Regions from separate parts of the Mus musculus genome. Here all the other regions are linked to region 3. The links are chromatin contacts, called in public HiChIP or PLAC-seq maps. All regions are on one chromosome and are shown on one strand. The core of a region is the stretch at or near the end of the contact, and the rest is flanking DNA. Distances in the headings are between cores, read along the strand shown.

What was found. HiChIP or PLAC-seq counts read pairs in DNA pulled down with a chosen protein or histone mark.
Region 1: an HNF4G HiChIP or PLAC-seq map of pancreatic cancer cells shows a contact between it and region 3. The contact joins the promoter of Cldn3 here to the promoter of Baz1b in region 3. A contact is called at or near these places in 4 of 39 promoter capture datasets (the 3T3-L1 cell line, hippocampal neurons, liver and 1 more), 4 of 115 datasets of contacts at active chromatin or transcription factors (bone marrow-derived macrophages, embryonic stem cells and pancreatic cancer cells) and 2 of 9 other capture datasets (adipose tissue and liver).
Region 2: a contact with region 3 is called in an H3K4me3 HiChIP or PLAC-seq map of embryonic stem cells, with 14 read pairs. The contact joins the enhancer-like site here to the promoter of Baz1b in region 3. A contact is called at or near these places in 2 of 484 Hi-C or Micro-C datasets (CD4 T cells and embryonic stem cells) and 5 of 115 datasets of contacts at active chromatin or transcription factors (bone marrow-derived macrophages, embryonic stem cells and pancreatic cancer cells).

The regions. Positions count from the first base shown.
Region 1 is chr5:134,984,001-134,987,858 of GRCm38.p6, forward strand. It overlaps Cldn3 (claudin 3), which reads left to right and starts at 2,214. Exons shown (of 1, transcript NM_009902.4): 1 at 2,214-3,476. The coding sequence starts at 2,445. The coding sequence ends at 3,104. Wbscr25 (Williams Beuren syndrome chromosome region 25 (human)) reads right to left here. Exons shown (of 5, transcript NR_026907.1): 5 at 3,433-3,590.
Region 2 is chr5:134,964,948-134,968,523 of GRCm38.p6, forward strand. No RefSeq gene overlaps it. Among named protein-coding and RNA genes, the nearest start is that of Cldn3, 19 kb to the right of the region's middle. Within about 2 kb of position 1,439, at least 146 of the 459 cell types and tissues checked have an H3K27ac peak or open chromatin away from gene starts, as enhancers often do. A contact at or near this core is called in bone marrow-derived macrophages and embryonic stem cells, where this site is marked.
Region 3 is chr5:135,185,083-135,189,028 of GRCm38.p6, forward strand. Baz1b (bromodomain adjacent to zinc finger domain, 1B) reads left to right here and starts at 2,241. Exons shown (of 19, transcript NM_011714.2): 1 at 2,241-2,674. The coding sequence starts at 2,568.

The DNA.
Region 1 (3,858 bases), core at 964-3,463, 200 kb before region 3:
CTCACAACACGAGGTCATCCCTGGACATAGAGCCCTGGCAGGACAGGTTGCTGAAACAAGGGAAAGTGCTAAGTCAATTACCTCTCAGAGCACCCAGCCCTGTTCTAGGCATCGGGAGTGTCACATAATAAAACAGGCAAAAATGTTTGTCCTTGGAACATTCTGAATGTCCTGGTGGTGGTAACAGACCGGAGCAGAGACAAAGAAACAAATAAATGAGAAACCAAGCGTGGCCTCTCTCACAAAGAAGCTTGCCACTTGTGCAGGGGAGGCAAAACAACCTGGAGTTTAAGGCCACCCTGGGGCGGGGAGGAGTGGAGGGGGCGGGGTGGGGGGGACCGGGAGGAGGGAGCGGGAGGGAGAGAAAAAAGGAAAGCAGGGAGAGAAAAGGAGGGAGGGGGGAAGAAAGGAAAGCCAGAGGCCACTTTAGATAATGTCAAATATGAAAGAAAACAAAGGTATCAAAGTGGCAAAGAGAACAGTGCTTCCAGCACATGGGAAGCAGAGGCAGGTGGATCTGTGAGTTCCGGGCCAGCCTGGTCTACAGCACAAGTTCCAGGACAGCCAGGGCTACAACAGAGAAACCCTGTCTCGAAAACAAAACAAAACAAAACAAAACAGAAAAAGAACGTGGCATTGTGGGTAAGAAGCTGGGACGATTTTGTTGTCCTGTTTCTATTTGGGTGCAGGGTTCCAAGCCACCCACACTGACCTCCAAATCAGCTGGGGAGGATCTCGGTGTGGTGCTTGCTGAAGTGCCATCCATCTATTAGGGTTTATTCCGTGCCAGGGACAGACCAGAGGCTTCGTGCAGGCTGGCCAAGCACTCTAGCCACTGAGCTCCATCTCCAGCCTCTGAAACTATGAAGCGAGGTCAGTGAGCTATGCGGAGAGCTGTAGGAGTGTCTCATGGAGAAAGGACCCCAAGCACGGGTCCTCGAAGAGGATGTATAGGAAACTAAACCAAAAGAGCTGTATCCTAGCTGAGGTGAAGGGAAGAGGCAACGGGAGAAGTCGGAGCATGCGCCACCCCAAGGTGTGCGGCAGGGGAGTCAGTGTCCGGAGGCAAAAGGAATTGGTGTTTTGGGGGCTTTTTTGGTGTTACTTTGTAGCTTGTTTGAGCCAGGGTCTCATGTAGCCCATCTGGCTTTGAATTCTCCGTGTCGCCAAGATGGTCTTGAACTCCTGCCTGCCTCCACTTTCCCAAGCTCTGGGACTACAGGCATGGCATGCTGCACAGGGCTTCTGCACAGGAGTTGTGAGACACAGTTTCGCTGTATCTGGCCTTGAACTCACAGCTGTCTGCTTGCCTCAGCCTCAGGCAGGAGCCAACACACCTGGCTAGACGTCTTTTTTTTTTCTCATGTGTATCAAATCTCTTTCCCACTGTTCACTCACCCTGGTACTCACTCTGCCCCGCCCCCACCCCCAAAGGAAAGAAAACAAGACTCCATCTAGAGAACCTCCGTGGGGGAAAGCAGCTTCTAGGTGGGCGGGCATTTGAGCTAAGCCATGTAGGCTTGCCACCAGCCCAGGTCACATGAGGGTGCTGGACAAGAATTTGAACTCAACACCGGTCCCTGAGGTGCAGAGTGGGCTCTGCAGGTGGTCGTTGTCCCTGGTTTCAGAGTTCTGTATATCAGGTTGCACTTGGACAAGGCCAGAGTGCTTGTGTCAAAGCCTGAGGGACTTGGAGCAGGTGCTACAATTCCATCCACCTACGGCGACAAACAGCCTCAGCCACGCCCCCACCTAGGTCCTCCCAGTCCGGGTTGTCCAGAGGAATTGGCCGCGCCTCCATCCTACGCCTCCCGCGCTAAAGAAGACGGAGGTGGGGGACAAGAGAGTCAAGCAGTTTACAATTGGTGATTTGCACTTCAAATCCTTGAAGCGCCCCTCCCACTCTGTATAGCTCTAGAGAATTCGTTATGCTTAAGGAGCTTGGGGAGGTTGGGAAGGGAGGGAGCTTAGACGACCCCGCCCTCCTTCGATACACACTCTCCCACCCCACCCCCACCCCCGCCACACACAACACATACACTTCAGCATTGAGGTTCTAGCCAAATCCTTTCTCCTATGGTGAAGGGGGTTGGGGAGGACGGACCGGACTGGACGGGACACACGTCACTGTCCCCTGGGCCAGAAGAGCGAGCTCCACCCTCCTCCTCTAGGCACCAAGCTAAGTCCAACCCACCCCATCCCAGAGCCAACCCAGTCTCAGAAGCCAGTCTCCAAAGCCACAGGCAGGTGCAGGGGCAGTCTCTGTGCGAGCCCCAGGAGAGGAGCCGTTAAGCGCGCTCCGTCCTTTGCCACCCACCCGTCGTTCCCGGCGACAGACGTCCGTCAGTTTTCGAAGGGCAGTTGATTCCCAGGTCCAGCGGCCGCGATCCCTGGTCTCCCAGTCCCCTGAGCTGCCCGGCCGAGCCGGTTCAAGTCCAGCAGCCATGTCCATGGGCCTGGAGATCACCGGCACGTCGCTGGCCGTGCTGGGCTGGCTGTGCACCATCGTGTGCTGCGCCCTTCCCATGTGGCGCGTTTCGGCCTTCATCGGCAGCAGCATCATCACGGCGCAGATCACCTGGGAGGGCCTGTGGATGAACTGCGTGGTGCAGAGCACCGGTCAGATGCAGTGCAAAATGTACGACTCGCTGCTGGCCCTGCCGCAGGACCTGCAGGCCGCCCGAGCCCTCATCGTGGTGTCCATCCTGCTGGCCGCCTTCGGGCTCCTCGTGGCGCTCGTGGGCGCCCAGTGTACCAACTGCGTACAAGACGAGACGGCCAAGGCCAAGATCACCATCGTGGCGGGAGTGCTTTTCCTGTTGGCGGCTCTGCTCACCTTAGTACCGGTGTCCTGGTCGGCCAACACCATCATCAGGGATTTCTATAACCCGTTGGTGCCCGAGGCCCAGAAGCGGGAGATGGGAGCTGGGTTGTACGTGGGCTGGGCTGCCGCCGCGCTGCAGTTGCTAGGGGGCGCCTTGCTGTGTTGCTCCTGCCCACCGCGCGACAAGTATGCACCCACCAAGATCCTCTATTCTGCGCCGCGATCCACCGGCCCTGGCACCGGTACCGGCACCGCCTACGACCGCAAGGACTACGTCTGAGGGGCCGGGTGCACGCAGACCGTACCGTCACCACTACCAGCAGTCGATGAACCCCACCCGTCCAGCGTGCAGCCTCGCGTCTGAGACCACCCCACCTTCCAGATGGTGACAGACGACACACAGTCTGCTTGCTAGGCTGGAAGAGGACAGACAGGCTGGCATCTCCCCTTCTCCGGCTGCCACCTGACTACCGGGCCTAGGAACTGTCCAAGCCGAATGGACAAAGAAACCTCGCCCTTCCCAAGAACTGGGCTGGGGTGGCCACTGCAGCTACTTGCCAGCCCCGCAGAAGCTCACAGTGGGCAGAGACAGGCAAACCATGAAACGGGCCATTTCATATTTTTCAATAAAAGTCTTTCGTTTTTTGCAGTCGCTGGAGCTTCCTTATCCTGAACGCCACCGCACAGGCTACCACCTCCCCTACGGGGCACCTGCTGGGGACTGTCCCTCGAATAGCCCTCATCACGGGCAGCGAGCTTTAAACAGCTTCACAGGTTGAGTAAGGAGAAAGTGGGGGTACACATGAGTTTTTGTGCTCACTAGGTGGGTAACACTTGGGAGATATCCCAGCACTGATCTCCACAGACCCTATGGCGAGCGAGGTTTATCTAGCAATCCAGCCAGAGGGCGTATGAGGAACTCTGCTGGAGAGGGGCAAGGGGAAGAACACAGGGACTCTTCTCTGGGACAGCCTAGTTGGTTTGTGCTTGTATCCACAGCCTTGCTCCGGGCATTTGGGGTAGCTGATGTGCAA
Region 2 (3,576 bases), core at 189-2,688, 220 kb before region 3:
ACAAAGTGAGTTCCAGGACAGCCAGGGCTATACAGAGAAACCCTGTCTTGAAAAACCAATAAATACATACATACATACATACATACATACATACATACATACATACATAAATGCAAGCAAAACATCTATACCTATAAAATTGAAAATACAACAAAAGTACATTTAAATGTAGGTTATGTCTTTTAAAAATAGGGATGGAACTGGGCAGTGATCACACATGCCTTTAATCCCCACACTCAGGAGACAGGTGGATATCTGAGTTTAAGGACAGCCTGGTCTACAGAGTGAGTTCTCAGACAGCCAAGGCTACACAGAGAAATGTCTCAAAAAGGGGCAAGGCAGGTATTGGGATATGCCTCAGCAATAGAATGCCTACCTAGCTCTCATGAGACCCTTGCTTTAGTCACCACTACCACCAAACAAATAAAAAATTTTGAGACAGCATCTCACTATTTAGACCTGGATGATCTGGAACTCACTATGTAGACCAAACTGGACTTGAACTCTTAGAGACCCAGAGTCAGGGTGTGTGTGGTGGTGGTGGGATGGCGGGGCTTTAAAGGTGTGTGCCACTACTCCAGGCAAATTTAAAATCTTAAAACAAAGAAACTCCAGTCGGGGCATCACTACCTCCTGTCCCAGGCCACTCTTTTCACATCAGCCTCAACTCTCTGTCCAGCAGCAATCTCTAGCTCCGCGGCTAGATTAGCCCTGAGCCTGCAATAGCTCTTGCTAGCGTCGCCCTCTTCTGTTTGCTAGTGGGAACTGCATCCATAAAGTGTCCAACAAGGTTTGATAGAAAATTTGAAAATCTCAAACAACACTGGAAGGAGAGGCACCGGGCGTTAGAACAGGTTGCTAAGGCACCTACAAATTGACTGCGCATGTAGAGAACTACGGGTGGGTTTCTTTTTACATTTGCAAAATATTAACAGTTGTGGAATACTGGAGATCTGAATCTGTCCTGCCCCGGGTTCGCGCTGACCGGCAGGATAACTAGACGAGGTCCAGTGCACCTTAGGAGCCTGCGGAGAGAGCAGCAAGTGTAGCCGAGTTGTGACATAGTCTGAGAAGGCCACTCTGGGGCAGGAGTATGAGGTCCCAGGAGACTGAATGGCAAGAAGGGCCTGTCCATTCCTGGTGGGGAGCTGTGGACCTAGGCTCAAGAACACCCCTTAGTGGAGGTGAGCGTTCCTGCAGCTTGGCCCACTTGCGCGCGCGCGAGCGCGCGTGCGTGTGTGTGTGTGTGTGTGTGTGTGTGTGTGTGTGTGTGTGTGTGGTGTGCATGCCATGACACGCATGTAGAGGTCAGAAAACAACCTACTGCAGTTTTCTTCTTTCACCTTGTGATTTCTGGGAACTGAACCCGGTCTTAGCTGCAAGCCCCTTCACGTGCGGAGGCACTTCACTGCTCCCCGGCACACAACGACACCACCTCTGCTTGGTCTTGTGGAAATACTGCCACCCTGAGGACCTAGCTTCAAAGAGTCCTCCCAGGCCGGTCCTGATGTAGTCTGTCTGAGGATAAGTGTGCGCCTTAGTGGCGGAAAGGAAAGAGGAACTGTTTGAGCCACTAGGAGGGCTGTAAAATTACGTATCGGCCCAGCAGCTCCACCCCTTAAAAGACGGAGACCCTGCCCACATGCTGGAGATGGATGGAGAGCCCCACCTATAGATTCACTTCAGGACCCGAAGCTCCGCCCACACTCTCACCTTTGCCTCATCTAGACACTAGATGGCCTTGCCAACATTCTCCTAATGGATTTGATAGGCCTGCTTGCAATATTGTCAAAAACATGGCTTACTTACATACAGGGAAACTCCGCCCACAGGGATACTTTGGCATGGATGGCCCCGCCCACATGCTCACCTAGGAAAAGCCACTGAAAGCAAACTGGGCCAGCTAACCTTACTCTGAAACACCAGCACCCATAAAGTTCTTGACTACAGTTCCTGAAGATGTGAAGTCCACGTTCTGACCTCTGCCAGCACACCAGGCACGCACGCTATGCACATCACATATATACAGGCAACACTCACATAAATGAAACCAAATTAATCTTTTAAAAAAGGGAGAAAACCCTGGCCTCACACGAGGCCCATTCACCAAGCCCCCTGCTTCTTCACCCCTTCAAGCCATCTCCCCGAAATTCCCCAGGGAGAATGAAAGCTCCGCAGCGAAAGAGACTGCGATTTCGCTAGGGGAAAAAGGAGCCCAGGGGGACGAAGAAGGGGGTTAGAGTGGGCCAAGGAATTCAGGGATCTAGTCTGGGACCAGGACGTTCCCTTGACTAGGCAACCAGGCAGCCCCCAGGCTGGGTTACACTGGATCTGGCCGAGACCGGAAGAAAGATCTCTTGGGCAGGGCCTGTTTACGACTTAGTGAAACCTAGCCCTGGGGAGAGAGAAGTTTCTCCCGAGGGGGAGGGGGAGGCAGGTGTGACTCACCCCTCCCTCACCTGATCTATGACACCTAAGAGCCTACCTGGGAATTACCCCAGAGTAGCGCACCAACCAGGTTTGACTGAGAGAAAAACCGATTCCACCCTGACCTGGCCGCTCTCACCTCGCACCTTCCCAATGTACCCCCCCACGGGAGAGTCAGGTCACACCCAGAACTATGGACTTTCTGGGTGAGAATACAACACCCTGTCACGCAAGAACAAGGCCCATCTGCTTTAGACTCAGTTTGCACAGGGCACAAGCAGGAGGAAGGCAACATACAGTAGGCACACGCAGTGTAAGCACACAGTGGGGCAGGCAGCATGCAGGAGGTTCAGTATTCAGAAGACACGCGCAAGGGTCAGGGAATGTGCAGGAAGTGCAAGGGTCAGGGAATGTGCAGGAAGTGCAATCGGCGGGAGGTCTAGGTGCTCACTACCCTGCTGTAAAGGACAGACACCAGGAAACTTAACAAAAACCCGGCTTCCACACTAGGCCCACTCACTAACTCACGCCCGTCTGCCCCAACCTGTTTTACTTCTCAAATAGCCCTAAGAGGTCCAGGAAGCTGGAAGGAGAAACCTGAGCCCTAGGGCAGCAGAGAGAGAGGGAACCATCAACTGATTAGAGCCAGGTAGACCCTCTCCAAGAACCCTAAGAGGAAAGCCACGGCCGACCGCAGAAGTCTCCGTGACACCCGTGATAATCCAGAGGGTGAAATATCACACGATGCCCCTGGATCTGCCCTCGGGCTTTGCCCTTTGCTGATGGTTGGGGTCCTTTGAGTTTTGTTGCCGGTTTAGTTTGGTTTGGGTTTTTTCATGGCAGGTGTGTAACCCTGGCCATCCTGGAACTTGCTCTGTAGACCAGGCTGGCCTCAAACTTAGAGACTGGCCTGTCTCTGCTGGGATTAAAAAACTAAGTCACCACTGCCCAGCCGTTTGTTGTTTGTTTGTTTGTTTGTTTGTTTGTTAATGCTGGGGTTTGAACCCTGAACCCAGAGCTTCTCACCTGTTGGCCAAGAGCTCTAACTCTCAGCTCCACTCCAGCAACGTGCACAACTTGTGTGTGTGTGTGTGGTCAGATTCAAAAGTAATAATAAAAAATAAGAATCAGCCAAGCTTAATGGCACAC
Region 3 (3,946 bases), core at 991-3,490:
AGGAGAGGTGGATGCAGCTAGGAGACTGAGGCAGGAGGCCTGTGGTTTGAGGCTGGCCTGGCTACATGGCATGAACCTGTCTCACAAAACCAGGATGGCAGTGCCAGGTGGTTCTGTCCCGGCCCAGTAAGCGCATTTTTCTTTACCTTCCCTTTTTTCTTTCATTTCTCCTTTCCTTCTTTTGCTTCCTGTCCCTACTCCACCCCCTTTATGATAGGCCATAGTCCTGCCTGACAAGTTGCCTCTCCTTCCCAGTGCTGGCATTCTGATCTTCACGACCACCTAGTATCAGATCCTCAACTCTCCAGCTTTTACTATTATTTTCTTGTGTGTGTGTCTGTGTGTGAATGTATGTTTTGCCTGTGTGTCTGTGCCCTACATGTGTACAGTGCCCAAGGAGACCAGAAGAGAGTGTCAGATCCTCTGGGACTGAACTTACAGATTGTTGTGAGCCACCATGTGGGTGCTGGGACTCAAACTCTAGTTCCCAGCAAGAGTAGCCAGTACTCTTAATTTTGAGTCATATCTCTGGCCCCAACGTTTATTTATTTATACATACATATCCTTTAATAGGATTTTAATTAATGAACTATACATTTAAATTTATTATTGTTATTGTTGGTTTCAGAGTCTCACTATGTACTTATTTATGTGAAGAGGTGGGGGTGGAGTGGGGGTGTGAAGGCATGCCCACATGCCTTCAGAGACCAAAAGAGGGCGCTAGAGCGTCTTTGACCTTTTGAACTGGAGTTAGTAATGGTTGAGAGCCATTGCATGTGGATGCTGGAATCCAACTCAGGTCTTCTGCAAGAGCAGTATGTGTTAACCTTAAGCCATCCCTTTAGGCCCATCTTTTTTAATAGTACATTTATTTTTATTTTAAATTATGTGTATGGGGGGGGTATGTATACAGGGTTGCAAGAATCTACTGCTCTGGAGTCACAGGCGATTGTGATCCTCCAACACAAAAACTGTGAATCAGACCCAGAATCTCTGGAAGAACTCTTAATTGCATGCGGAGTCACTTCTCCAGCCCCATGAGCTTAATACATATGTTTTCTAACATAGCTTTATTTATTTATTGTTATAGGGATTTGCTATTCAGCCTGTAAGACTGTAGCCCAGGTTAGTCACAAACTCACTTAGGACCGTCCAGCTTCAAAAACCTGCATCACTTAGTTGCACTATATACACACACACATATATATATATACACACACATATATATGAATGAATATAGTCTTTTACATATGTACATACAGAAAACCTTCTTTATTATTCTTCCGTTTATTTTACTTTCAAGATTTATTTTTAAATTGTGTATGTGTGCACACGTGGTGGGGGATGTTACGTGCACGTGAGTACGTGCACCTGAGGAGGCAAGAGGAATGGGAACTCCTGGAGCTGCAGCCGGAGGCAGGTTCCAGCTACCCGATGTGGGAGCTAAGAATTGAACTTGGGTCCTCTGAACGAGTACAAGATCTTAGCCCCTGAGTCTGCTCTGCGGCTCTTCCTCCACATATTTTTAAAGAAAGTTCTTCATTATCCTTCCCTGTAGTCCTTAAAAAACAGGCTGTTAATCTCCATTTCTCAATTACAGTGATGCCGCGTCGGGGAAGGTTGGGGTCCTAGTCGCCCCAATGCGGAACTTCAGTTTGGAGAGGGCCTGAGTTACTTCCCGCCCAGTACAGCTCCACCCGCGCATCCCCGGGCGTGGCCGAGCGCGGCCCCTTTAAGAAGGGGGGCGGAGCGCGAGTGGAAAGACAAAGCCCCTGGCCGCGCGCTCCCCCTCCCCCCTCCGGCGCAGCACACGGACAGTGAGTGCCCGGATGTCGGTGTCGCCGTCGGTGACAGATGGCGCAATGTCTGTATCAGTGACAGGGCTTTTTGCTCTGACCTCTTTGAGTCTTCCGCTTTTCGTCCTCCCCCTCCTACTGCTGTCCCATTACTTTTGAAGTCCGCCACTGGAGGCCCGCACGCCCGTCCCCGGCTCTTACATAACGTGACCTTTCACCTTTTCAGACTGCCCTCTGCTGCGCTGCAACTCAACTTCGCGGCTGGAGCCCAGGGGGCGGGACTCGACCTCGGAGCGGCAGCCTCTCTGAGCCAATAGGCTGCGAAGGCCGACGAGCCCTCCGCCTATCGGAGCCTCCGCCCCAGGGCGCCACGGAGAAGCAAGTTAGTCTGTGCGCTGGCCCGGCAGCGGGGGGGAGGAAGGGAATCTCCCGCCATTTTTCAATAATTTCCTCCCGTGCCCGCTGGAGAGGAGTCGTGACTGGCGGCCGCCGCGGCGGAGATCGGCGTGAGGTGAAAGGCGCCGGAAGGGGCGAGGAGAATCTCTCCGTTTTCTCCCCTCGAGGCGTCCCCCTGGCTTCCATGGCCGTGGCGCGGTCCCGCCAGCTCTGAGGGAAGCCGGAGTTCGCGCCGCCCTCTCACCCCTCCCCTCCCCCATCGCCCCGGGAGCCAGGCGCCTCGCTCGCTCGCTCGCCCCGGGGCTGCCGGGGCCTAGCGCTGCGCAGCAGAGCGGCCGAGCCTTCGGCGCTCCGTCCCCTGCCGGCGCCGCCGCGATGGCGCCGCTGCTGGGCCGCAAGCCCTTCCCGCTGGTGAAACCGCTGCCCGGAGAGGAGCCGCTCTTCACCATCCCGCACACTCAGGAGGCCTTCCGCACCCGGGAGTATCCTTTCTCCGCGCGCGGTGTGGACGCTCGGCCGCGGCTGCGCAGGGCGAGGGATGGAGATGGCGAGATGCGAATGGGCCGCGCGCGGCTCGCGGGGCAGCTGTCACCGCACGGGGCCGTCCGCGGGCCGTGATGCCCGGGGCCCTGCTTTACCCGGGCTTGGGAGCTCCGCGGCGAGATCCCTCCGGGCCGTCTCCAGCCGTCCTTCCCGGAACCGCGCGCCTCCATCCCTTTTCCCCTTACTTTGTCCCCGGGGCCTCGGTGGTGATCGCAACACCAATCCCCTCCTCCCCAACTTGGCTTCGGGCCCTAAATGACTAGGGAGGGTAGCCGGGTTCCCTTTGCGCATTTTATTTCTCTCTCCTTTCATAGAAATGAAACCGTCAAGTTTAAGTTTTTGAAATTGTACCGGCGCAGCCGCGTGATCCGGCTTGTGCAAGCCTCTACTGCGTCTTGAGTGGGCTGTGCGGGGACACTGATGTGGCTTGTGGGTTTTGTTTTTCTCCTCCGGAGTGGACTTTAGGCCAGGGATGAACTGACAGAACCGTAAATCACAAAACCTGGCATTAACTTTTTACCCACTGAAGATGGGAAGGAGCAGAAAGGTACATTGATGGTTCTGGTGGCCATTTATTTCCTAGAGAACACAGAAGTTTGACACTTAGAAGTTTCATTTTTCCGTCTTTTTTTTTTTTTTTTTTTTTTTGAGGGAGCGCTTCATGTAGCACCGGCTGGCCTCGAACTCAGAGAGGCTGGACACTGCATTCCCGATCCTGTCTGTCTGTCTGCCTGTCTCTCTGTCTCTCAATCTCTCTCTCTCTCTCTCTCTCTCTCTCTCTCTCTCTCTCTCTCTGGTACGTGAAACTGGTGTTTTAGAATACAAAGTCAGCATTTCCAATCATTACTTTAAGATTTCTTGACCAAGCATAGCCTCTTAGTTAAAAGTTGTAGTACTTCCCCCCCCCCCCCCCCCGCCCCCGGTAGGGGGAATGTTGAATCTTTTAAGGCTTATTTGTTTTTTAAAAAGCTAAGTTTCCTTACCAAACTTGCCTGTCCTGCTATCTTTACCACCCCTTTTCCTTTGGAAAGATTAGGTAAGAGCAGGAAGGATTCAAGTGAAGTATTTCAGTTTGCTCTTGGCCTTTGCCTCTTTCCTGCTTTGTTTTTTGTTGTTTCATTTTTAATTGTCTTGTAACCTAGGTTGATGTCTAAGGTAGGTGTTGGAAGCTAAGTGTGACGTTTTCCTTCCTAACTTCCCAAGTGATGGAA